Regions from separate parts of the Sus scrofa genome. Here all the other regions are linked to region 3. Evidence: chromatin contacts called from public HiChIP or PLAC-seq and promoter capture Hi-C data. All regions are on one chromosome and are shown on one strand. Each heading gives the region's core, a stretch centred on a gene start, on an enhancer-like site or on the middle of the called end of the contact. The rest is flanking DNA. Distances are from core to core; before and after follow the strand shown.

The links. Promoter capture Hi-C pulls out the DNA fragments that hold promoters and counts their contacts. HiChIP or PLAC-seq counts read pairs in DNA pulled down with a chosen protein or histone mark.
Region 1: a promoter capture Hi-C map of liver shows a contact between it and region 3, with 4 times the contacts expected there. The contact joins the promoter of MANBA here to the promoter of SLC9B2 in region 3. A contact is called at or near these places in 2 of 5 promoter capture datasets (fetal liver and liver), 3 of 47 Hi-C or Micro-C datasets (heart right ventricle, liver and skeletal muscle) and 2 of 2 datasets of contacts at active chromatin or transcription factors (alveolar macrophages and skeletal muscle).
Region 2: a contact with region 3 is called in a promoter capture Hi-C map of fetal liver, with 2.9 times the contacts expected there. The contact joins the promoter of UBE2D3 here to the promoter of SLC9B2 in region 3. A contact is called at or near these places in 1 of 5 promoter capture datasets (fetal liver), 2 of 47 Hi-C or Micro-C datasets (fibroblasts and skeletal muscle) and 2 of 2 datasets of contacts at active chromatin or transcription factors (alveolar macrophages and skeletal muscle).
Region 4: an H3K27ac HiChIP or PLAC-seq map of skeletal muscle shows a contact between it and region 3. The contact joins the promoter of CISD2 here to the promoter of SLC9B2 in region 3. A contact is called at or near these places in 1 of 5 promoter capture datasets (fetal liver), 1 of 47 Hi-C or Micro-C datasets (heart right ventricle) and 2 of 2 datasets of contacts at active chromatin or transcription factors (alveolar macrophages and skeletal muscle).

Annotation. Positions count from the first base shown.
Region 1 is chr8:118,248,424-118,253,823 of Sscrofa11.1, forward strand. MANBA (beta-mannosidase) reads left to right here and starts at 2,699. Exons shown (of 18, transcript XM_003129294.6): 1 at 2,699-2,997. The coding sequence starts at 2,821.
Region 2 is chr8:118,214,533-118,220,709 of Sscrofa11.1, forward strand. It overlaps UBE2D3 (ubiquitin-conjugating enzyme E2D 2), which reads left to right and starts at 3,692. Exons shown (of 6, transcript NM_001078673.1): 1 at 3,692-3,746; 2 at 3,832-3,863. The coding sequence starts at 3,692.
Region 3 is chr8:117,995,011-118,001,046 of Sscrofa11.1, forward strand. It overlaps SLC9B2 (mitochondrial sodium/hydrogen exchanger 9B2), which reads left to right and starts at 1,767. Exons shown (of 11, transcript XM_021100729.1): 1 at 1,767-2,270. It overlaps BDH2 (3-hydroxybutyrate dehydrogenase type 2), which reads left to right. Exons shown (of 10, transcript XM_003129285.5): 10 at 1-209.
Region 4 is chr8:118,162,393-118,168,492 of Sscrofa11.1, forward strand. It overlaps CISD2 (CDGSH iron-sulfur domain-containing protein 2), which reads right to left and starts at 2,303. Exons shown (of 3, transcript XM_013989389.2): 1 at 2,086-2,303. The coding sequence starts at 2,188. LOC106504757 (a long non-coding RNA gene) reads left to right here and starts at 2,402. Exons shown (of 2, transcript XR_002346468.1): 1 at 2,402-2,572.

The sequences.
Region 1 (5,400 bases), core at 1,449-3,948, 250 kb after region 3:
TGTCCTGGAATATAAGGAGAAATGGTAAGTGTCTATTTTTTTTTTTTTAAAAAAAGCAGATTCCTGAGGAGTTCCTACTGTGGCGAAATGGGACTGGTGGCCTCTCTGCATGCATCAGGACACAGGTTTGATCCCAGTTGGCCAGGTGGGTTAAAGCATTGCTGTAGCTGCAGCACAGGCCACAACTGTGGTTTAGATCTGATCCCTGGCCTGGGAACTCCATATGTTATGGGGTGGCCAAAAAAGAGAAAAAAAAAAAAAAAAAAAGGTTCCTTAAAATATTTCTTTTTTTTTTTTTTTTTTTTTTTTTTGTCTTTTTCCCTTTTCTTGAGCCGCTCTCACAGCATATGGAGGTTCTCAGGCTAGGGGTCTAATCAGAGCTGTAGCCTCCGGCCTGCGCCACAAACACAGCCATGCCAGATCTGAGCCGCATCTGCAACCCACACCACAGCTCACGGCAATGCTGGATCCTTAACCCACTGAGCAAGGTCAGGGATCGAACCTGCAACCTCCTTGTCACTCTTGCCGCTATAAGTCTTGTTAACAGTTTTGAACAGACAAGGGCAGGCCATTTAGTGCCATGAATTAGGGAATATTATGTGAATCGAGAGCTCCATTCCTATCAAAAGAATAAATGCTCAGAGTTCCCATCATGGCACAGTGAAAATGAATCCAACTAGAACCATGAGGTTTCGGGTTCGATCCCTGGCCTTGCTCAGTGGGTTGAGGATCTGGCGTTGCTGTGGCTCTGGCGTAGGCCTGCGGCAACAGCTCCAATTCGACCCCTAGCCTGGGAACCTCCATATGCCATGGGTGCGGCCCTTAAATAAATAAATAAATGCATAAATAAATGCTTATAGAGTGAGGAAGCCTCTGAGATAGCCAGAGTCTTTCCCCCTTAATATCAGTGGGCTCTGCTGCAAGGAGACTAAGAGCCAGGCAAGGAGAGTTTGGGTACTGTCTGCTACTGTATGACAGTCAAGTCACCTGACCCCTCAGGTGTAAAGCCGGAGGCTTGGGCTGGATAATCTAAATTTAGAACCAACATGCTAGGCTTGTGAAAAATGCTGACTCCGTGAAGGTAAAATATTGTCCTGTGTCTACAGATTCAGGCAATTTCAGGCATTTACAAGGCAAAGCAAGGCTTGGATTTGTTGAGATGAGAGCTACTCCACAGATTTCCATTCAAACATGGAAATAAGGCAAATAACATCAACAAAGAAATAGGTCTATTTTATGCAGTATGAAATTCCCTCTTAACTTCCCAAATCACAGTTACATCTTAAGGCAAAAATGGCACTCAAGTGCCACTAGGAGACTTGAAAAAAATGTGTGGTGTTTCTTGGGTACCTTGGCATTATTAGGAAACACCCAAGTGTGTTAATTAATTTTATGCTTATAACAAAAAGAAAAAAGAGTACTGTCTCTATTTTTGAGTTCAGGGAATGGAGGTGTAAGAGATTTTGTGGCTTGCCTAAGTCCCACAGTTAGTGATTGGCAGAGGATTTTTTTTTCTTCCACCTATTTTTGGCTGGCCTGGGGCATATGGAGTTCCCCGGCCAGGTATCAGATCCCAGCCGTAGTTTCAACCTAAGCCACAGCTGTGGCAACACCGTCTCCTGTGCCTGCTTGGCCAGAAATGGAACCTGCGACCCAGCGCTCCCAGGAGGCCAAGGATCCCATATCGCCAGAGTGGGATTTTAAATTTGCCTGTGCATTAAGTACAGGTTTCTGGAACCTCAGGAACCTCTTCTATGGAGCTTTATAAATCAGGAGGTTGTAGTCCACTAACATGAGGCAAGCATGCTGTGCTTTCTCTGGGCTGGGCCCTATGTTGCATGCTATACATGAATTTTCTCAGCCTTCACCAAAACCGTGCAAATTAGGTACTTTTAATAATTGCTTACTTTTTTTTCCTGCTACACCTTTGGCATGTAGAAGCTAGTTCCCGGGCCAGGGATCAAACCTGTAACATCAGGTCGCAAGAATGACAACATTGGACCCTTAACCACTAGGCCACCAGGGAACTCCAGTAATTGTTTACACTTTGTTTTTGTTTGGCCAAGCCTGCGGCATGTGTATGCTCCCGGGCCAGGGATCGAACCCAGGCCACAGCAGTGACCCAAGCAGCGGCCCAAGCTGCTGCAATGACAATGCCGGATCCTTTACCGCTGCGCCACAAGAGAACTCTAGTCGTTTACTCTTTGAAGGACAGCCTCTGCTCTGAGACCAACCCGTGGAGCTGAAGGATTTGATTTGGGCGTTACCTTTGCCAGGCAGATCCCTGCAGCACAGATGGGAGTCTGGGGAAATTTGAGAGAAAAGTGGTGGAGTGTCTTGGTTTTGGGTCCTCTGAAGCAGTGAGGAGCCTCTCTACCTGTAGTCTCTGCACACCACTGTCTCTGAGCTCCCCAAAGCTGTGTGCCACTTTGCGCCCTGAGATTTGTGTGTCTCAATTACCGTGTACGGTTCTCGCTTCCCATTCAGACCCCAGAGCAGGTGGAATCAGTGTTGAGGGCGCAGACTGCAGCGGTCCGAGTCCGGAGCTGCGCACGATGGCAGCGGCTCTGGCCCCCGCGATGCTCGGCCTCGCCAGTCTGCGCGATTTCCGCATCCTCCACTAGCCAGAGGATCCAGGGGAGCAGCTTCGGTCCCCACAGCTCAGCTGACCTGGAGGCGGGGCCGAGAGCCGGGGGCGTGGCCGGGGCCGAGGGCGGGGAGACCTCGAAGCTGGGCCCTTCTGAAGGCACCGTGGCTTCCGCAGCCCTCGACCGCGCGGGGGTTCTTGCCCTGCGGGTGTCTGCGGTGCCAGCCACTGGCATGTGCCTCCGCCTGCTCCTGCTGCTGGCACTGTGCAGTGCGGGCCCCGCTGCCGCAGCGCTCACCCTCAGTTTGCGGGGAAGCTGGAGGATCCGCAGCGGGAACGGCTCCCTGGAGCTGCCCGGGAAGGTTCCCGGTTGCGTGCATAGCGCCCTGTTTCAGCGGAGGCTCATCCAGGTACTATCTGCGTCGCCTGGTTGGGAGCCTGCGCTCGCGTCCCCCTTAGTGCTGAGAAGGGCCCAGAAATGGCCTGGCAGTCCTGAGTACGGGACTCTTCTCCTCGGTTTGGCACTAACTTCCCGTTTGCATCGTGTGGTTTGCAGGGGGAAACGCCGAAGAGGCAAGTGTATCTACAGTTGAAGAGCACAGCTGGGGTCCGGGCTGATTAGAAACTAACCTGTCTGTACAGCAGTAACTCAGGAAAGCGGAGGTTTAGCCCGGGTAAACAGCTCTAACCAGGGTGTTATTGCCATAGTTATCTGCTGAAGGGCGGATAGAAAGGCTATACCGACAAAGCCTAAGGCGGGGGATTATTGTTTCAACTACCTGAACACTGCAGGGGACTATATTCAGCAACGTCTCAGTTTTTCACTTTTGCTGTTAGACGCCAGGGAGACAGATTTGGAATTGACGCAGTGGCACGTAGGTTGAGGAAAAATGAGACCTACAAGTGTAAGGTTAGGGTCGTCAGTGCTAAAGTAAAGGCTAAGTAATTTATTTATTTAGCTTGTTAGGGCCTCACCCGCGGCACGTGGAGGTTCCCAGGCCAGGGGTCCAATCGGAGCCACAACTGCAGGCCTACACCACAGCCACAGCGACGCAGGATCCGAGCAGCGTCTGCGACCCACACCACATCTAACAGCAAGGCCAGGGATCGAACCCGCAACCTCATGGTTCCTAGTCGGATTCGTTTCCGCTGCACCCCAACGGGAACTCCCAAGGCTAAGTAATTTTTAAGGCTGGTTGAGATGTGGAGAAAGATGCTGTTTCCTCTCAGGGCATGTGGTATGATGTGTGTGTCCCAACATTCTTCAGTTTATGTTCTTCTTGTTGAGGTTGTTTTCCTGTTTGGCTGCCTGTGGGCAGAGGTTTGCAAACAGACTGCCACCTTCCACTGTTTTTTGGTTCCAGATGTTGCACTTTTTTTTTTTTAAATCTGTTGCGCATCTGTTACGGCTTTGCCTGGACAAAGTGTGCTTGATAAGTAATTTTGCATGCATCATCCCAATCCTTATAACAGCTCTGTGGAGTAGGTCTTAGCTGCATTTTATGGATGATGTGGCGTTATGGAGCCCAGAAAAGTTCTAAGTGGCAGAAATGGAATTCTAAGCCAGCCTGGTTTGACTCTGAAACCTTCTGTACTGTACTACACTTAACCTTGGTGGTTTGAATAATCCTGTGTTTTTGAAGCACTGCTGTTGACTGTCAAGAATATAATTCAAGGTTTACTTAAATGACACCATGACAGTCAGTCAGGGTTATACAAAATTTCTGATCTGGTACCATTAGTTTTTTTTTTTTTTTTTCCAGGAATGTATGTCAGAAAGGAAGCAAATGTCAATTACACTGCCCATGGCCCAGTTTTTTTTTTTTGAGTGATTATTAAACTGAAGTACTTGAACTGGTTTTAATTAACAAATTACTGATGACATAGACCTTAGTAAGACTTCACTTACACATACTTTGAAAATGCATGTGTTTATTTTACATGGTCTCTCCTTCCCTCATTTTCCTGAGTGAATTAAAGCAGTGGGAAATCATTAGTGGCTGTAGCAAATCAGATTATTGTCTCATGCTATAGGGCTGCATATCAAGAAACATGGTTGGGGAGATCTCACTGTAGCACAGCAGGTTAAGGATCCCGAATTGTCTCTCTGGTAGTGTGGGTTTGATCCCTGGCTGGGTGCAGGGTGTTAAGGATCTGGCATTGCTGCAGCTGTGGTGTAGGTCTCAGCTGCAGCTGGGATTCCATCTCTGGCCCCAGGTACTTCCTTATGCTGTGAGTATGGCCAAGAAGGAAAGAAAGAAAGATAGAAAGATAGAGAAAGAAAGAAGGAAAGAAAGAAAGAAGGAAAGAAAGAAAGAAAGAAAGAAAGAAAGAAACAAAAGAAAGAAACAAAAGAAATAATGTTTTGATTACTAGTTAATTAGTGAATGAGGTGTTACTAGTATGAAATAACTGACTTTTCCTCATGGGAATAATTTACAATGTCTATTAAATCTGTTACAAAATTCTAGGAACAGTTTCGGTTTCAGTAAGGTAGATAAAAGCCTTAAAAGGTAGTGGGATGAGAGAGAGGAGGCTTTTGAGGACTGGGAAACTCTAGGCCTCTTGACGATAATCATCCATATCGTTATTGAGTAATTTGATGTTATTATTCTACCTGCTTTATTATAACATCTCCTTTTGGTGTTGACCTCAGGAAATTCAACAGTTTAGAGCAGACACTGGCCCAGATACCGTGTTTACATGAGAACTTGAAACCTATCTTGCCAAAGCCATTCATTTAGGTATTCATTCACCTAATTATCTCATAAATATTTAGTCAGTACCTCCAATGTGGTGGGTCTTATTCTCGG
Region 2 (6,177 bases), core at 2,442-4,941, 220 kb after region 3:
TATATGAAAGGACTAAAAACCTGAACTATGAGTGTGAAGAGCTGAAATTCAGTGGTAACTGAAATTAGGCATTTACTCTAAAGGAGTTAAAAGTGTCAGCATATGATGGCTTAGTGATTCATAGATACCAGTGTGCAGGAAAACTCATTAAAAAGTATTTTCTTAGATTTTACTCAAAACGTGCAACTTTCAACTAAGATGTTGATGCATTGTAGATCTTTATGAATACCTGAACTTTTATTTGTTAAGAAGTTGTTCTGACTAACCATCATTAAATTGCTTTTTATTTTAAAATAACTGATCAAGCAGGAGTTCCCTAGTGGTCTAGTGGTTAGGATTTGGCACTCTTTTACCACTGCGGCCAGGGTTCAATCCCTGGTCTGGGAACTGAGATCCCACGTCAAGCTGCTACATACTGTGGCCAGAATAATAATAATAACTGCTAGGTATTTTTAAGCCGTTCTACCAGATTATCACATTTAGAACAGTGTGTTTAAGTACACAGTTTGGGATAGATCAGTGTAAGAAATTCATTTTAGTAATACTAGAACTCAGGTGTGTATTAGGCATTTTTAGGTAGAACCACATGAAATTGCAGTTTCTATAGTTCAAAAATGGCCAAGTGTTAGTAATTTCATATGACTCAACCTAGTAACATGGTTTCTTGAAAACCTCATCATAAATACTCCATGAGTTGCTGACCTTGTGTTATTAATGTATAATATAGTGTGGGCTTTCATTTGCTTAAATGAACATGTTATAGACAACTAAGCATAAAATTTCATCACACAGGCAAAAGATTTAAATGAGCTAAGGCTAAAATATGTAGCTTGTTTCTAAAGCTGTTTTGCTTTTGTTTAATAAACAAATGGTAGGAGTGCTTATCCAGGAAATCTTGCATTCAAGATGGGTAGTCTGCTCGCTTTGAGTACCTAATAGATTGTAGGCCAGGTAGTGTGCCTGCGTATTTTGTCTCATTCATCCTTTCAAAACTTCTGTAAAAAATAGGATTTCCTATTTTAGAGGAGAGGAAAGAAGCCTAGGAAATAGTAGGTCCAAGTTGGATTAAAAATGAGACTCCAACCTGATTAAATTGAGGGAGGTGCCTATTCAGTGTCCTTAATTATTTCATGATGCCATATTTGAGTGTTTGAATTGCATGTGTTAGTTTGTGGTTGGGTTTTAATAGCCATCTTGAAAAGTCAGATCTTCATTGTTTTGTAGGAAAGCTGGGGAGGGTGGTTTGGAACAGGTAAGTTTTTAACCTTAAAATAACCTTTCTTGGACTCTTATGTTCCTTAAGAGGAAATTAGACTGTGTGTGTTAGCTTCTGGTTTATCTTTTTTTGGTGGGCCAATTAAACAACAGAACAAAAATTTATATGGTCTTTGAACGTGGAAAAACTTAACATCAGAGACTGCTTGATTTTTATCTACAATAAAGTACATACACGTTGAGAAGGTGTTAAAAGTAGCTTGCTATTATAAAGTGGCTGATCATGGAATGTAAATAAGTGCTTTACGAAAAGGTCATGTGGATAGTGATTAGTTTGAGGTGCCAGTGTATTTCTTTTTCTTTTTTTTTTATAATGGCCAAACCTGTGGCATATGGAAGTCCCCAGGCCAGGGATTGAATCTCAGCTGCAGCTGTGACCTATGCCTATGGCAAAGATGGATCCTTTTAACTCACTGCACCAGGCAGGGGATTGAACCCCAGCTGCTGCATTCAGATTCTTAACTCACTTTGCCACAGAGGGAACTTGCATTTCTTTTTTTTTTCTTTCAACTCAAAAAAACTGATTCAGTTCTGAAATACTTCTATGGGTTTTTGTTTTTTTTTTTTTTTTTTTTTTAAGATTCCTACTGATCAGAATCCAAAGTGTTTGGAATGATACATGTTGAACATATGAGGGTATATTTACATAGACAGCCATAAAAGTCTGATCTGATTTCCATCAACTTAATTAAGACTGAATCCTGGTATCTTTGGCTACCTTGGTAACCATATAAGCAGTTGAAGTTTGAGTTTCAGAAGCAAATTGGCAAAGGCAGTGTTTTGTCCCAGTTTTATTTTTGAGATACAACTGATATATGGTGTAATAGATGTACAACATAATTATTTGGTATGTGTATATTACAAAATTATTACCCCAAGGACAATTCTTCTGTATTGGTTTTTATTTTTAATTTTATGGCTGCACCCATGGCATATGGAAGTTTCCCAGGCCAGGGACTGGCTGCAGCTGTGGCAGTGTGGGATCCTTTAACGTACTGTGCCAGACTGGAGATGGTACCCGAGCCACTACAATTGGCTTCTTAATTAGCCCACCATACCACAGCAGGAACGCTGGATTTTTTTATTTCTTATTTTTTATTTTCTTTGTGCAGAGAGTCTAGACTGATCATTTCTGAACAATTGGCTATTTTTTTGAAGTCCATTTTGTTGACTATGTTGTAAAAGCAAATATTTGCTCTAGTTACCTTCCTGCAATGTGTACTCTCTGCCTTTTTCTTAGTAAGTCCACTATTAAGGGTCTATGAATCACTGTATTGTCAAAGTTTCTGTATCAGTATCTATAGATAGAGTTGTATTGAGTAAGAAGAAACTTTAGTTTTCTTACTGTATTATCCATATGGGTTATGCACAGGTTATGGAAAGGCTAAATACATACTTGTTGGAAATGGTCAAAGGTCAAATGGAATTGAGGAAAACGGCATGTTCTGCTAAGAGCAAACTTTTTTCTACCTAAAGAGGTAGATTTTTCCAGAGTTTTATTTAACACTGAGTAAAAGACAAGACTGAGTTGAGGGAATAAGGAGATCAAACCAAGACGAGTACTTAACTAACCCAATGAGAGATTTTTTAAGTGGAAAATGGGGTAGTGTGGTTTAGAAAGAGTATTTAAAACAGTAGAAACAAGGGCCTCTGGGATAGTTTCAAAAATTCAGCAGTAACATGAATGTTGAGAACTGCCCAAAATTCTTAAGCTAAAAAGTATCTGATTACAACTTTCCATTTTGTAAGAGAATAGCTTTTGTTTATGTACAGGCATACCTTGAATATACTGAGAGTTTGGTTCCAGACCACCACATAGAGCAAGTAGTCACTTTGTTTCCCAATGCATATAAAAGTTATTTTACACTATACTGTAATCTATTAGATGTGCAATAACATGTCTAAAAAATTTGCATACTTTAAAAATACTATATTGCTTAAAAAAGGCTAATCTGAACCTTCAGCAAGCTTAAATTTTTTGCTGGTGGAGGGTTTGAAATACTGTAGGAATTATTAAAATAGACAAAGTGAGCAAATGCTGTTGGAAAAATGGCATCAATAGACGAGCGTCTAGCAGGGTTGCCACAAACCCTCAATTTGTTAGATATAAATAAAAACTACTCCCCCATGCAGTGTCGGTGAAGGACAATAAAGCAAGGTATGCCTGTGATAAAAATTCATATTGATGTGTATGCTTTTATGACCACCTAGCCCCAGTGTATGTTCGTAAATTGCTATACTTAGTATGTCCCAGGAAGTGGATGGGGTAGGCTACTTATGTTTTCTTTCCTAATAGAATGTATTGTTACTGTAAATTGTGATTATATGTCCCTTAAAGAATGACTCTCAACTCGGCTAGTGTTTTCTGTTATGGTTACATGACCCAGCATTTTCTATCTTGGTGTAGGAACTTAGTGATTTGGCCCGTGACCCTCCAGCACAATGTTCTGCAGGTCCAGTTGGGGATGATAGTAAGTAATTTTCAAATGATTTTTGTGGCTAGTTTCAAAAAAGTTTGTGCATTTATAGATAATAACGAGTGTTTTCTTTTTCTAGTGTTTCATTGGCAAGCCACAATTATGGGACCTGTAAGTACTGAAAATTATGTTCTTGTTTTTAATTAAAAATCCAGCATTGATCTAGTTAGAGATTACTACTTAGTTTTATTTTATTGCATTGTAATTATATTTTGGGTTTAAACATAGTTATGGCTTTTGAAAGAAACAATCAGTCATTTGTTGAATACACTGTGTTTGTCCCTATGTCTGGGTTCTAAAGTACAGCATTTCTATGGCATATTAAATATCTCTTCTTGTCTAATATTCTTTCATAGCAATGTAAAGCATTGTCGCAGAGCTTCTGATTTATAGAGCCTGTTAATTTTCTGTCTATACCATGGTGTTGCTAGAAGACCTTGGCTTTGTGTAGCTGACCAAAAATCTAGCTTAAGTGTATTATTTGATATTTGATTTTTATAGAGCTTTAGCATCACACAAAATTTGAATATTTTTAGGTAGAAAGTGATATTTTGAATACAGCAAAATTCCTTTCTATCCTGGGTAGATAAGAAACTGTATATGCTGGATAATTGAATATTCAGAATTATGGATACCATCTAAGAATTTCACAGAATTAGAGCGCAGTAAAACATCCTGGGGTAAGACTGTATCTTGCACAATACTTAAACTTTTTTTTTTTTTTTTTTTTTTTTTGACTTGGAAGGTGCTTAAGGATTTCTATTCTACGTTATTGTGTGTTACTGAATTTTCTGTTTTCTTCCCCTTTTTTGCTATTCTAATCTCAGTATAAATATCAGTAATGTACTAGGTGAGAATAATGATCAGTAAGTAGGTACTTAGGATTCTAAAAGAGGAAATGCTCTTGGGAAAAAAAGTTAACCAGTGGGTGGGTTGGATCAGGAGAAGATTATTTAGCAGTTCTGATTATAAATCAAATTTGGGGGGGTGGGAATTTAGTTTAATAATTTGAGATATGTCTGATTATCTTAATGAAACCTACAGAATTCAATTAATGACCAACTTAATGAAACCTGTAAGTTCCCAGTTATCTCGGTCAATTTTAATGTTTTAAGTGCTTGGTTTTGTCTCATTCTGTGAAAAAATTGTGATTTTATTTATTTATTTATTTTTCCTTTACATGCACATAGTTTAACTCATGACTTACCCTGTTTGCCAACACGAATATTCTAAAAGTTGACAGTCTGCATAAAACTCTGACTTAGGCCCTCATTCCACAAGCAGTGATGGCTTGGGATGTGGTAGCAGCTGTCTCCCTTTTTCACATGGGGTGTGTATCTGCCACAGTTGCTACTAAATCCCCTTAGACACTGGTATTTGCAATTTCTAGAATTTTCCCATTATAGATCACCAAGTTTCAAAGGAAAAGAATTCACTAAAATGCCTTACCATATCTACCAAGTAAAGCTTAATTTTTAATTCAGAGGATAATATAAGGTAGTGTGACATTATACCATGGGTGTGGCCCTTAAAAAAAAATCTTGATTTTGGTTTTTAAATATTCTGTTATTAACAAAGCAAAAAATATGTTTATACCATAACTGCATAGTTTTGCTTTAGTGACATTTTCTCTGAAATACACTTGTTTTCTCGGAGGTTAATTCTCACTGGATTTCAGGAATGAGTCAGACATTATAAAAACTCATTGAAAATGCAAATTTTAATTGTACTCTTCATAAATAAGCACCTAAGTTTAGATGCCAGCTTATAAATAGTTAACAGCTATCCTTACCTATGAAATGTATCAGTGAAACAGCAATTTTATTTTGGCTTTTGACTGCACTTTTGACACACCATCACAGTTTGGATGGAATTTCGTTAGTATGCCTACTTTTACCCTAAGTGTCATGCAAATGTGACCCAAACAGTAGGGCTGGTGGTGACATAACAATCCATAAACTGCAGATTAGCTGGGACCACAGATGTTACCAAATTATACTTTTTTGCTTTGGAGTATTTCTTAGGTCAAAGTGAAGACAATATCACAGAACTAAAGATTTCTGGCTTTCTAAGGAGTGGAGCATCTACTTTAGATTTCAGTCAGGTTACTATTGGATTTTGGTGGGTTATGGTCAGGGTATGTTCTTGATCATTGAGCAAAAATGCTTGTTTCTTAAAACCTATGTGCTAGCTTATTTCTGAAGGTAAGATACTTCGGAAGCACAAATACTGCAAAAATTAACCTTTGAAAGAATTGGCAGTGCGTTGCTAGTTATGTGCTTTTTAAACTTTGGCTGGTTTTTTAAGAGAAATTTCCATGAAGATTTGATGCAGTGAGGAGAAACTAACTTCCTTACCTATCGTTTCTGGTACATACATGTACGTTCTTGAGTTTTTTAATGGGAATGGAACGGGCAGAATTTTG
Region 3 (6,036 bases), core at 517-3,016:
TATATAACAAGAAACAAGAGTTTCAATAAAAACTTTAAATTCATAGATGATAATTCTAGACTCAGAATCAGAAAATTATCTATAACAGATTACTAGGGAGAAGGTTTTTCTTTTTGTTTTAGGGTTTTATGTTTGCTTTTTCTTTGTTGTTACCTCAAAAGACCAAGTGACTTAATGCACATATAGATAATAAATGAGCAGTTCCTCAATCTTTTGTTTTCAAACTGTATTTAATATTAACAAGGAAGATTTTGAAATGGACAGTGAAAGGCTAACATTTTATGTATGAGGAAGAACATGCATTTGATGAAGACGAGTCAAAACTGAAAGCAAAGGACATTTTGACTAGCATTCCTAAAGAGTTCATTGATTATGATTTGCTTTAGGGTTCTGGACCAGATATTCCACTACTGGATCACCTATAGTTTGGTTTTTTACCTAGACTCCACATCATCCACTTTGTCTTGGATTTTAGTTTTTTGCTTTGTGAAATTAGGGAACTGGGCCAAATGATTGGGTTTCTTTTGATGTATCAATCAACATGCTATAACTTCTTATCAAGTGAAGTAATACAACACTGAAGCTTTTAAGTATTTTATGAAGTACTTACATGCATATGTGAACGATGAAAAAATGAATTCTAAATAAGCATGTGATGGATACTGCAAAATGGATTCTAACAATAGCAAATGTTTCCTCAGAGTTAGTTCTTTCAGAGAGAACTCTAAACTATAAAACATTATAAATGATAAAAGCAAAGTAAAGCTAGCCAAAAGTTCCTTGTTCTCCAAAGTTGTGTTAATCAAATCGGGTGATGTATCATGAAGATCATATGACTGAAAGATAAGGAAAAATACAGTTCATTCCTGCGGGAAGAGGAAGCTGGATGTCACTAGAAACTTCTACAAGCTTTAGGAGAGGAAGTGTTCTGTTTAGAAAAATAATCATTTTAGGCGCTCTGAAGAAGTTCATCCATTCTCTCCTAAAGGAGGACCTGAGAGAGAAGGAGTGGGTTTTGTCTAGTGGAAACATTTATGTGACATTGTCCGTCTTGCCTGAAAAACGGTGATTAAAATTGGCACTTGGTTAAAGGGTGAAAAACAGGTAAGACAATTTTTATTTCTTAAAGGAAATGAAAATTACCCCCGAAAGGGCGCACGCGCATATACACACATTTAGTTAAAGGGGGGAGGAAGGATTATAAAGGAACGGAAGACAAGGTAATGGAAAGGAGAACGAAATGCAAAAGAATCAAACTGCTGATGAACAGGTGAAAACCTAAACCCATACAGCAAGAAGGGCAAGTGCTAAAGAAGCGATAAAAGGGAGTTCCCATCGTGGCTCAGTGGTCCGACTAGGAACCATGAGGTGACAGGTTCGATCCCTGGCCTTGCTCAGTGGGTTAAGGATCCGTGTTGCCCTGAGCTGTGGTGTAGGTTGCAGACCCGTGTGGCTGTGGCTGTGGCTGTGGTGTAGGCTGAGGCCACAGCTCCGATTGGACCCCTAGCCTGGGAAGCTCCATATGCCGCGGGAGGAGCCCTAAAAAAGACAAAAAAAAAAAAAAATTAAAAAAAAAAAAAGGGAGAAGGACAAACAAGTCTTTTATCCCACTTAGTCGTTCACTAGTAGAGAGAATCTCGTCTTCCCGCCCCACTGGAGAAGACACTTCTAAAGACGGGGGTTAAAACTCAGAATGTAGAGGGGGACGACAAAGCCAGCAATTCGCTGCCCGGGCCGCACTCCTGGATGCTCAAGAGCCAGCGCTGCGCGTCCTCGCCCAGGAGCTCGTCCTCGCCGGGCGAGACGACGCCAGGGTCGGCGCGCGCTGGGCCACCATCCTCGTAGCTTCCCAGGGAGGCGCGCTCGTCCGGTCCCCGGGGGCTGGCGGCGCCGCCCGTAGGTCCCGAGAAGTGAGCCAGCTGTCCTCCGGGTCCCCTAGCCCCACGCAGAGCCTGAGTCCGCGCCCTGCAGCCCCAAACCTGCGGAAAGCGCGTGGGGCCAGTTACTGCTGGGCCCCGACCCGCCCGGGCTCCCTGCAGGGACCACCCGGCGGGTCTCCGTCACCGGACCGCCTACGCCGAGCGAAGAAGGCGGGGCTGCGGGCAACCGGCGCCCCGGTATTTGCAATAATTGCAGCCTCCGGCGCTGCCTGGGGCGATGCGCGACCCGGAAACCTAGCGCGCAAGGTTCGACCCGGCTCCCCAGAGGACTTGTGAGCCACTTTGCTCACCCTTGGGGCCGACCCGGGTGCCTGGGCCCCGGAGCGCGAGGTGAGTACCCCCTCACCCCCGAGAGCACTGGGGGGTAAATTAAACCCGCACCCGCGGCGGCAACATGTAGGCCTTGTGGGCCAGAAACCGGGAGCCGAGCGCCCAGCGCCTTCTGGTTGTGCGCAAAGGGGTGGCTGGCTGGCTGGCTGGCTGGCTGTGTGTCTGTCTACTGTAGGTAGTTACTGGAGTAGGTTCTTATTATTTGTTTTTGTTTTAGTTCTCAAATCCACTAGAAGTTGTTGCTACTGTGGCCTAGGGTTAGCACCCCTGATGTGCTACGACTAATCAGATCCTACTGATTGGGGAATATAAATAACCTCCTGCTCTTAAGCGCACACTGCGTCTGAGGCTTTATGTGACTTACCAGGCATCAGCTTGTTATCACATCCTTGTTACCTCACCATAGAATCCCGGTATGTTTTGTTGCCCTAAAAGATTCATAGCAGGAAGGCATCATTGACTTTAGCCTCCCATCAAGAAATCCAGGACACCAATGGCTAGAGACAGAGCAGGTAGCTTCCTTAGCCAGGTCTACCTCTGTTTTCTCTGAGAGACTAAAACCCCCTTTCCCCACTCCTCTGTCATGCGGCCTCCACCAGATTTTACTGCTGCTGTACAGTATCTCATGAAGTTCTGGTTTACTGCTTCTAAGTCAAGAATGAAAGTTTTTAATTTTGCAAATACCTGTGCATCTCCTCTGGGCCAAGCAGGCATGGGAACAGGAGATGCAAATAGGAATTTAATGCACTTTCTGCCATTCAGGAGCTCAAAATTCAATGGGTCAGAATATACCTAACAAGTAACGAGGTAGTGTGATTTACCCTATGCTAATGATGTGAGCAGAGTGGCTGATTTGTATATTTTCTAGCATATTAAAACCTTTAGAGTTACAATCTTACTGACTAGATTTTTGCCTTTTTAGAATGTCCATAGAAGGCATGATAGAATAAGGGGGGAAACGTCAGTGACGTAGGCCTGAGTCGGGGTCAACACTGAGAGTTGCTGAGCTGGATATGGAAGTTTGGCACTTCACACTCCTGCCTACCTGTGCCTTCTGGTGTAGGAGAAACCGGAAAGCAAAGAATATTTCCCAGACGCTCTTCCAGAGTTCTGGCTGTGTAGGTAGGGTCCAGCAAGTAGATGACTTGCCTGTGATTTCAAAGGCAGAGGTGAGGCAAGTGTCTCTTTACCAGCGTCCATTAGCCGTGCTCTTCAGTACACTCCTTGCTATTTTCAGCTGTTTTCTGTTGGCAGAGAAGGTACACAAGATATCAGTGTCCAGTCTACAGTGTTGTGGATATTGGCTGGGATGTCCAGCAGCCAGACTCAGCGTGCCGTGTTGAATTACCAGCTTCCTAGCTTGTGAGGAGTAGTTGAGGGAGGGCACGAGCACATTCTGAATTCCCGGTCCAGACAGCTTCCAGAGCCCAGCTTCTCAGGGTTACAGCGTCAATGTGTTCTTGAACTCCACAGTCCCTCTGAGTTTCCTGATTGTGGCAAAAATAGTATATTCCGGAGTTCCCGTCGTGGCGCAGTGGTTAACGAATCCGAGTAGGAACCATGAGGTTGCGGGTTCGGTCCCTGCCCTTGCTCAGTGGGTTAACGATCCGGCGTTGCCGTGAGCTGTGGTGTAGGTTGCAGACGCGGCTCGGATCCCGCGTTGCTGTGGCTCTGGCGTAGGCCGGTGGCTACAGCTCCGATTCAACCCCTAGCCTGGGAACCTCCATATGCCACGGGAGCGGCCCAAGAAATAGCAACAACAACAACAACAACAACAAAAGACAAAAAAGACAAAAAAAAAAAAAAATAGTATATTCCATGGTGGTTCATTTACTAGTGTTCTAGAAGTCACTCCTGGAGGCCTAGCCAAGAGGCAACACTTGTAGGCCTTTCAACAATCTCTAGCCTGTCAACAATTCACTTAATTCTCTATATTACATCTTTCTGTTTAAAATACTTGGCATGGTTTCTGTTTTCTGCACAGACTCTGAATAATATGTTTGTAATGTAGCTTCTGAAAGTCACCTAGGAGTTTCCTGGTGGCTAGTGGGTTGAACATCTGGCATTGCCACTGCTGTGGCATAGGTTTCATCCCTGGCCTGGGAAATTCCACATGCTGGGGGTGCAGCCTCCCCCCAAAAAGTCACCTAAACCTAATCTCTTCAGTTTTTTTTAGGTGGGAAATAAAACCATAAGATGAATCCAGGGGCTGGGAGCAATTTGAATGTCTTCAGTTGGGCTCTGCCCTCTCTGCTTGCTACAAACTGCCACATTTGAGCTGGTCCCTGAAGGTATTTGAGTTTATTATGCATAGACTAGATCATCTCAGAAATCTCTTGTTCTGCAAGTATAATACAAAAAATTTCTTCATTTAAAACGTTTTCAGGGAGTCCCCCTCGTGGCTCAGCAATTAACAAACCCGACCAGGGTCCTTGAGGACACAGGTTTGATCCCTGGCCTCACTCCGTGGGTTAAGGATCTGGCATTGCCCTGAGCTGTGGTGTAGGTTGCAGATGTGGCTCAGATGCCACATTGCTGTGGCTGTGGTGTAGGCCAGCAGCTGCAGTTCTGATTCAACCCCTAACCTGGGAACTTCCATGTGCCTCCGGTAGGACCCTAAAAAAAAAAAATAAAGTTTTCAGGAGTTCACACTGTGAAACAACAGGATCGGCCACATCTCTGGAGCACTGGGACATAGGTTTGATCCCTGACCCGGCACAGTGAACACCTGCAGATCTGGCGTTGCCACAGCTGTGGCATAGATTGCAACTGTGGCTCGGATCTGATCTCTGCCCTGGGAACTCCATATGCTGCAGGGCAGCCAAACATGGAAAAAATTAAAATTTCAGACTATGTTCTATAATAAGCGATTGTTGACAATCTGGTTCATGACTAACCGTTCCCTACCAATTCATAATTGGTAGGCTGCTGACTCTTGGTTGGCGCACAAACCCCAATGATAGAACGCATTTTTCCTCTGTGGGAAAAGAATTTACACCATGTTCATACAAAGCCCAGGAACATGGTATGTGGGGAGACAGAGCTGCCATGCACTTGGGTAATGAGGGAGCATTCTTTGTAGGCATGAGTCGTACGTGTTAAAGAAAGTGCAATTGTGATAAGTTCTAAAGAGTTTTTAACAGTCTTCTAAAGCTATTAAGTAATATTTTGTCAATATAATAAAAGCACTTTGCTTTTATTTCTGTTTACATTTCTGTGGTTCGTAAGGACTGAAAGGTTTGCTTTACCAGTTTCCCTTACCTGTGCTCTTCAGTACACATATGTTTTTTTCTCAAGGAAAATTACATAAGAGGAAGATAAAGTACTGGGGGGACTTTACTGGGACTCCATGATGTATCACGTACTGGTGTAAGGTTTGCTGTGCCTTGGCATTATCGTCATTCTACAGATAAAGAAAATCATGTAGGCTGGCTAAGTAATGTGCCCCAAATGGCCCAATTAGGAAGCAGTGACACCAGGATGTACACTCAGGGTTTTCATCTCGTTTCCCTCTGACCACTCCACATCTTTTTGCTTTTTCTTTTTGTCTTTGAGGGCCACACGGAAGTGGCATGTGGAAGTTCCTGGGCTAGGGGTTGAATCAGAACTGCAGCTGCCCGCCACAGCCACAGCCATAGCAAAGCCAGGCCCAAGCCGCATATACAACCTACACCACAGCTCATGGATCCTTAATCCACTGAGCAAAGCCAAGGATCAAACCCATGTCCTCATGGATCCTAGTTGGGTTTGTTACCATTGAACTGCA
Region 4 (6,100 bases), core at 1,053-3,552, 170 kb after region 3:
CTGCTTCAACTACACTGTACAAAAAACTGAAACTAATATAAAACCAGCCACAACCAGAATCAAAATACATAATTCAGGTTAAACTGGATTGGGGTGGGAGTAAGGGGACTTTTTTCTTCTTGACAGTTAAAAACTCAGGAGTAAATTTATGCAAATTATTAAGTTGGCAACTGGGAACAAATGTCACACAATTATCCTGTATCCTTTTGACTCAGTATTACCCTTTAGCGAATACATTCAAAGGTGTAATTCAAAGGAGAAAAAATAACAATTGGTATGGAGCAACTTACCACTAAACAATATGAATAAAATATATACACAAAAACATTCCAAATTTCCAACTGCAGGAGAATGGCTAGGCCTACTATGAGGTTAATCTAAAATAAGAGTATATATACAGTTGTTAGAACAAGATGAGGAATACATTAAAATACATAAAGTACTTCAGTAAAAGAAATGATAGGGTAAAAAATTTTACATAATTGCCACAATCAGAATAAACTAGTAGAATCAAAAGAAGACTTTGGTGTTACAATCAATTGATTTGAAATAGTTTTTTCATTTTATGTTACTTTTATGTTGCTTCCTATGTTTAGATGTTTCTTTATAATGTTTATTATTGTTACCACACTTTTTATTCAAAATCATGCTTTCTACTAAACTTAATATGTAAAAGTGTTAAAATCTCAAAATCCATTTGTCAACAGAGTAAATGTCTCTAACCATAATTCAAAGATTCTCTAGATTTGGAAGAGTCATCTAGTTTACCCCTAAACCTACCCACCACCAGACACTGCCTTTATTTTTTTAAACCTCTGAGAGGGCATAGCTCTCAAAGTACCTATGTTTGGGTAAAGTATTCTCTAATTTAAAAAAATTAATGATCCCTTGTATTGGATCTGAAATCCCTCTTCAAATAACTTTCAATAATTTGACTCTAGTTCTGTCTTTTGGAATGCACAGAATAAATTTTATTTTTCTTCCATCAGCGTTCCAAATACTATATTTTGGAGTTCCCGTCCTGGTGCAGCAGAAACGAATCCAACTAGAAACCATGAGGTGGTGGGTTCGATCCCTGGCCTCGCTAATGGTGGAGGTTGCAGACACAGCTTGGATCCCGCGTGGCTGTGGCATAGGCCAGCAGCTACAGCTACGACTGGACCCCGAGCCTGGGAACCTCCATATGCCGCTGGTGCAATCCTGAAAAGCCAAAAAAACAAAAAAACCCAAATACTATATTTTAAGTCAGGTATCATAGGTCTCCAGACTGCTCCACGATAAGCAACCCTATTTACCTCAAAACTGTCTTAATTCATGCTTACATTCCCTGATAGGACAGTGTTTGCTTTATCAATACGTTTTGTCCCCTCGTCAACCTAGTCGGTCCCTGAGACTGGTTTACAAATACCCCGCTTAAGCTGTAGTGCTCAGAAGCCAACAAAACCTTTATTTCTGGTCCATCATACTAGCCAAGATATCTTTCCTCCAACTCCAGTTACCTAAACTGCCTCCAGGCCCATAGCAGTAGAGTTGACTTCAAATGCCCCCAAGGTAGGTTAACGCTCCCCTACGGGAAAGGAGTTTCTTTTTTAACTTGGTTACTAAATAAAACTTCCAAATACCTATTACACGTCTGTCTACGTTTCTCTCCCTCCCACTCACACCCCCACGCTGTGGGTAAAACCCACAGATGAGAGCTGGGACGGCCTGGCACACAGCGCCTTGGATAACGAAGACTCATCGTGTTCTAAAATAAACAAGCAGGGAACGAGAGAGATGAAAGAGATGGGACTGTTCCCAACTCAGCACCTTCTCTGCAAATAGCCGGCTCTCACCACAGAAGACAAAGGAGACTGCCACCAGGATTAGCACCCGATGTCGCCAGGTACCGAGAAGTGGCCTCACGCAAGATCCCAGGCAGCTGTATCTGCGCGCGCCCACCTCCCTCGGAGCGCGGGATCACTGGGTCACGCGCCCGCCGCCAAGCTCCGCCCCGCCCCTCAGCCCGTAGATTTTTAGATTCCCGCCCCCACCCTCCGCCTTGGAAACTTGCAAGGATGGGGACTGGCTGAAGGCTGGCATTACCTGTGAGCCGGGCGAACCCGGTAATGCTCTCCGGGATTGGGAGCCGCTTAAGATACGCGGGGAGCTGCACCTTCACGATCCGGGCCACGCACTCCAGCACCATCCTGACCCGCGGCGTCCTCTCTTTCCCCGACCCCAGCCGCGCTCGGGCCGACCTGCCGCGCCTGCGCCGAGAGCGGAAGCGGCCCGCCGGCGCTCGCGGCCTGGACCCTGCTGGGGCGGGGCTCCGGGCCCGCAAGCCGAGGTGACCTGCCGAGTGCCGATTGGCAGTGGGCGAGTGACGTGCGCGCCCGGCGGGTGCCGCGGGGGCACGGGCGGCCGCGGGAACTGACGGGTAGCGAGGCCGGCCTTGGAGTCTCGGTTTTGCAGAGGGCCCTCACAGTGGGCCTTTAACATCTGCGGACGCTGGAGGCCCGCAGAAAGGATATTGTGTCCGATGAGATAAAGCACGTGAGAGTGCTTTGTAACTGGATGGTGCCTTTCAAAAGTGAGTTTCTCCTGGCATCTTTTTTTACTTCGACTCCTCTCATCTCGGCCTCTTCCCAGCCGCGACCCCAGGATTGTATTCACCTAAGCGCATCTTTCCCCTCTACACTCGCGGTGCCTTATTTCGCTCTGTCATTCCTTCAGGCCGGGCTTTAAGAAAGAAGTTAAAATTACTTTACCTAAACTAGGAACTGCTTCCAGCTCTGCCCCTTGTTTGTTTAGTGCAACGCTGCTCTGAGGCTCCTTGCCACTCTCAGTCGAGACCCGTGAGAGTCTTTCTTTGGATAATTTCAGCTCCTTCTGCAGATCAGTTCTTGTTTAGGTTGGCTAAAACTACGAAAGTGTAAAAGGGTATTAAAGGTTGATGGTTCCCTTCATTTTATGTTGCAAGGCTTCTGCTACAATCGCAAGTGTCGGTGGAGATGTTCAATTTTTATTTATTTTTATTAGCACCTGAAAAAAATAATTAAAGGGTGAAAGGAGACAGCTTCAGTCTCTTGAAGCACCTTCCTTGACATGCCTTTGTTTCTTGTTTTTGTTGAAGTAAAATATCCAAAGTAACGCACTTGCTGATTGCATGTTGTGTATCTCAATACACTGCCACTTTACAGTGCTCAGCCCCACTTGACTAACAACATACAATAACAAACTGTGCAATGTGCAATATTTCATCTTGTATGATTTAATGTAACAGCCAGTTGTGATTATACAGGTTTTATTTTTCATTTTTCCATTAGTATTTTCATCCTAAAGTGTGAAAGTGAAGAAATTATTTTTAAAGCAACTTTTCATTCCTTGGACTGTTTAATATTTGTGGTCGTCCTTCACTAAAAAAAAATTATCAGTAAGAGAGTTAGTTTAAACCTAGATAAACTGATTTTCTATCATTTTACTTCGATCCAAACTGTCACAGTAAAATGACAATGAAAATTTCTATGAAGGTGTTTAGATACAAGTTCATGTTCATGAGCTAGAGCAGTGTAGAAGATGGTATACAAAGTAATGATTTAAAGGTTGGCGTTTACATTAGGATTTATTTTCAGTTTCCTCTTGGGAGCTTACTTTTGGTTTGATGGGTTTATCCTGAAAATGATCTCAGACATCCTAGTCTTTGAGCCTGTTTTGTTGGGGAGATGGCTGAGTCAGGCATGTGTTGGTCAAGGGGCCATAAGGTGTAAGAAAAGCTTGGGGGTCACTAAAAGTTTGTTTCTTAACTAGAGTCTTTGTTGTCTTGACAAGAACAAAACAAGCTGTGTTAAGTGAGATTCTTAAGTCCTCTAAGAAGTTTTTCTTTAAAGGAATAAAAAATGTATACCTCAATTAAGAGATATAACATAGTAAGATGCTGTACAATTCGATGTGATCAACACCCAAATCCAAATATACGGAATATATCAAACACCCCATAGAACTTCTTTATGTACCTACTAACTATCACCGCCGCCACTGTTCTGTCTTGCTTTGCGTGTTCTTGAACATCATATAAAAAGAATTATACTCTATGTAGTTTTTCTGTGATTGGCTTCCCTTGAGCAGTGGACAGCTGGCTTGCCATTTCCAAGTAGAAGAAATGTAGTGAGTGGAAGTCTATAAGGATGAAACACTTTTTTGGAGGGGCTTAAAATTTTAAAATGTATATTCCATCTCCCCCACCTTTTTTTTTTTTTTTTGGCCACTCCCTTGGCATGTGGATGTTCCTGGGCCAGGGATCAAACCCACACCAACAGCAGTGACCCAAGGTGCAGCAGTGGCAACGCCAGGTCCTTAACCCACTGAGCCACAGAGGAACACCATGCATTAGTTATTTCTAATGCGTTACATGCATATAAAGGGATATAGTTCCTAACCCTGGCCGTTAAATTCTTATTGTGCATTATAAGGAATATTTTCTTAGATTCCCTTTATTTAAAAATTTAAATTATGCTTCATTCGTATTTTTAATTTGCATTTCATTTCTACAACCCCTGCCTTTTTGGCATTCATACAAGGTTTTTTTTTTTTTTTTTTTTTTTTTTTTTTTTTTTTTTTTTTTTTTTTTTTTTTTTTTTTGGGCTGCACATGAAACAGAGAGGCTAAAGGAAACATGGTTCCTAAACTAGAAGTGAACTAAAGGAACAATTGTTCTATAGAACTGACACGGACTTATCTGACCACTTTCTGATGTAGTGTCCAACAGTATCTGGCTTTATTAGTGATTATTTCTTGTATTTAGACTCCATCTCTAAAGTTATGACCAGAAAGGCCAAACAAAATAAGCAATATGTGAATAAGGTTAAAGGAGTTATTATGTAGTGTTCAGAGCTTGAGTGAGGATTGATAATCTTCTGCTTGCCTTATGTCCTAGCCAGGCCCAGATCTTTCATTTCTTTACATTCTTTCCTTCTATCAACTCACCTAGTCCTATGAATTCAAGTATGATCAGTAATTGTTATAGCCCAAATCTCTTTTCCAACCCAGATGTTTCTAATCCCAAATGTCTCCAGGACATCTCTGGACATCTTTGCCCATTTTTCTATTGCTTTGCTCATCTTTTTCATTGATTGATGTTTTCTGCATAGTAGTAAACCATTGCCTGTAGTGGTTGCCTTTCATCTTCCAGTCCATGTCTTTTATTTGACTTGGTTTTTGGTGATTTTTCTTATACTCAAATTTAGTTTGAATGTTGTCAGATTTATTCATCTTTTCCTTTATATTTTGTGCTTTTGGAGTCTGGCTTAAGAAATCCTTCCTAAAAAAAAAAAGAAATACTTTCCTACCTCAAAATCACAAAGATATTCATCTATCTTTTTGCTAAAGGTTTTAAGCTTTTATTCTTCATATTTTTTATACTTTATTCTTCTTTTTCTTTCTTTTTTTTTTTTTTTTTGGCCATTCCCATGGCATATGGAAATTTCTGGGCCAGGGATCAAATCCAGGCTGCAGCTGCAACCTACACCACAGCTGCATCAGTGCTGGATCTTTAACCCACTGTGCCAGAGCAGGAACTCCTTCTTTATTTTTTTTAATCAACCTACTATTTTTGTGCCTAAGGCAGAGATCTAATTTTATTTATTTTATATATGAACAATTAGTTGTTCTGGCAGCATTTATTGAACAGTTTAACTCTTACGGTTTGTAATGTCATCAATCTCAAATCAGATTTCTACATATCCATGGATCATTTATTCTTTTCCATTGGTCAATCTGTACGACCTCAATGACATTACCACACTATCATAACGCTACAACTTTATAACAATTGTTAACACCCAGCAAGATATTAACAATAGTTAAGATCCACTATTTGCTTCAAAAGTTTCTTGAGAAATGCCAGGCCTTTTCCTACTCCAGATGATTTTCAGAGTCATCTTGACTAGTTCTAGGAAAAACGTAAGCATGTTTTTGAAAATTCTTTAGGGCCTCAGTTTCTCATCTGTAATATGCTGATGGTAATGATTGATATAACTAGATCTAATTAATTTTTTATGGCCGCACCTTCAGCATATAGAAGTTCCCAGGTCAGGGACTGAATCCAAGCCACAGCTGTGAC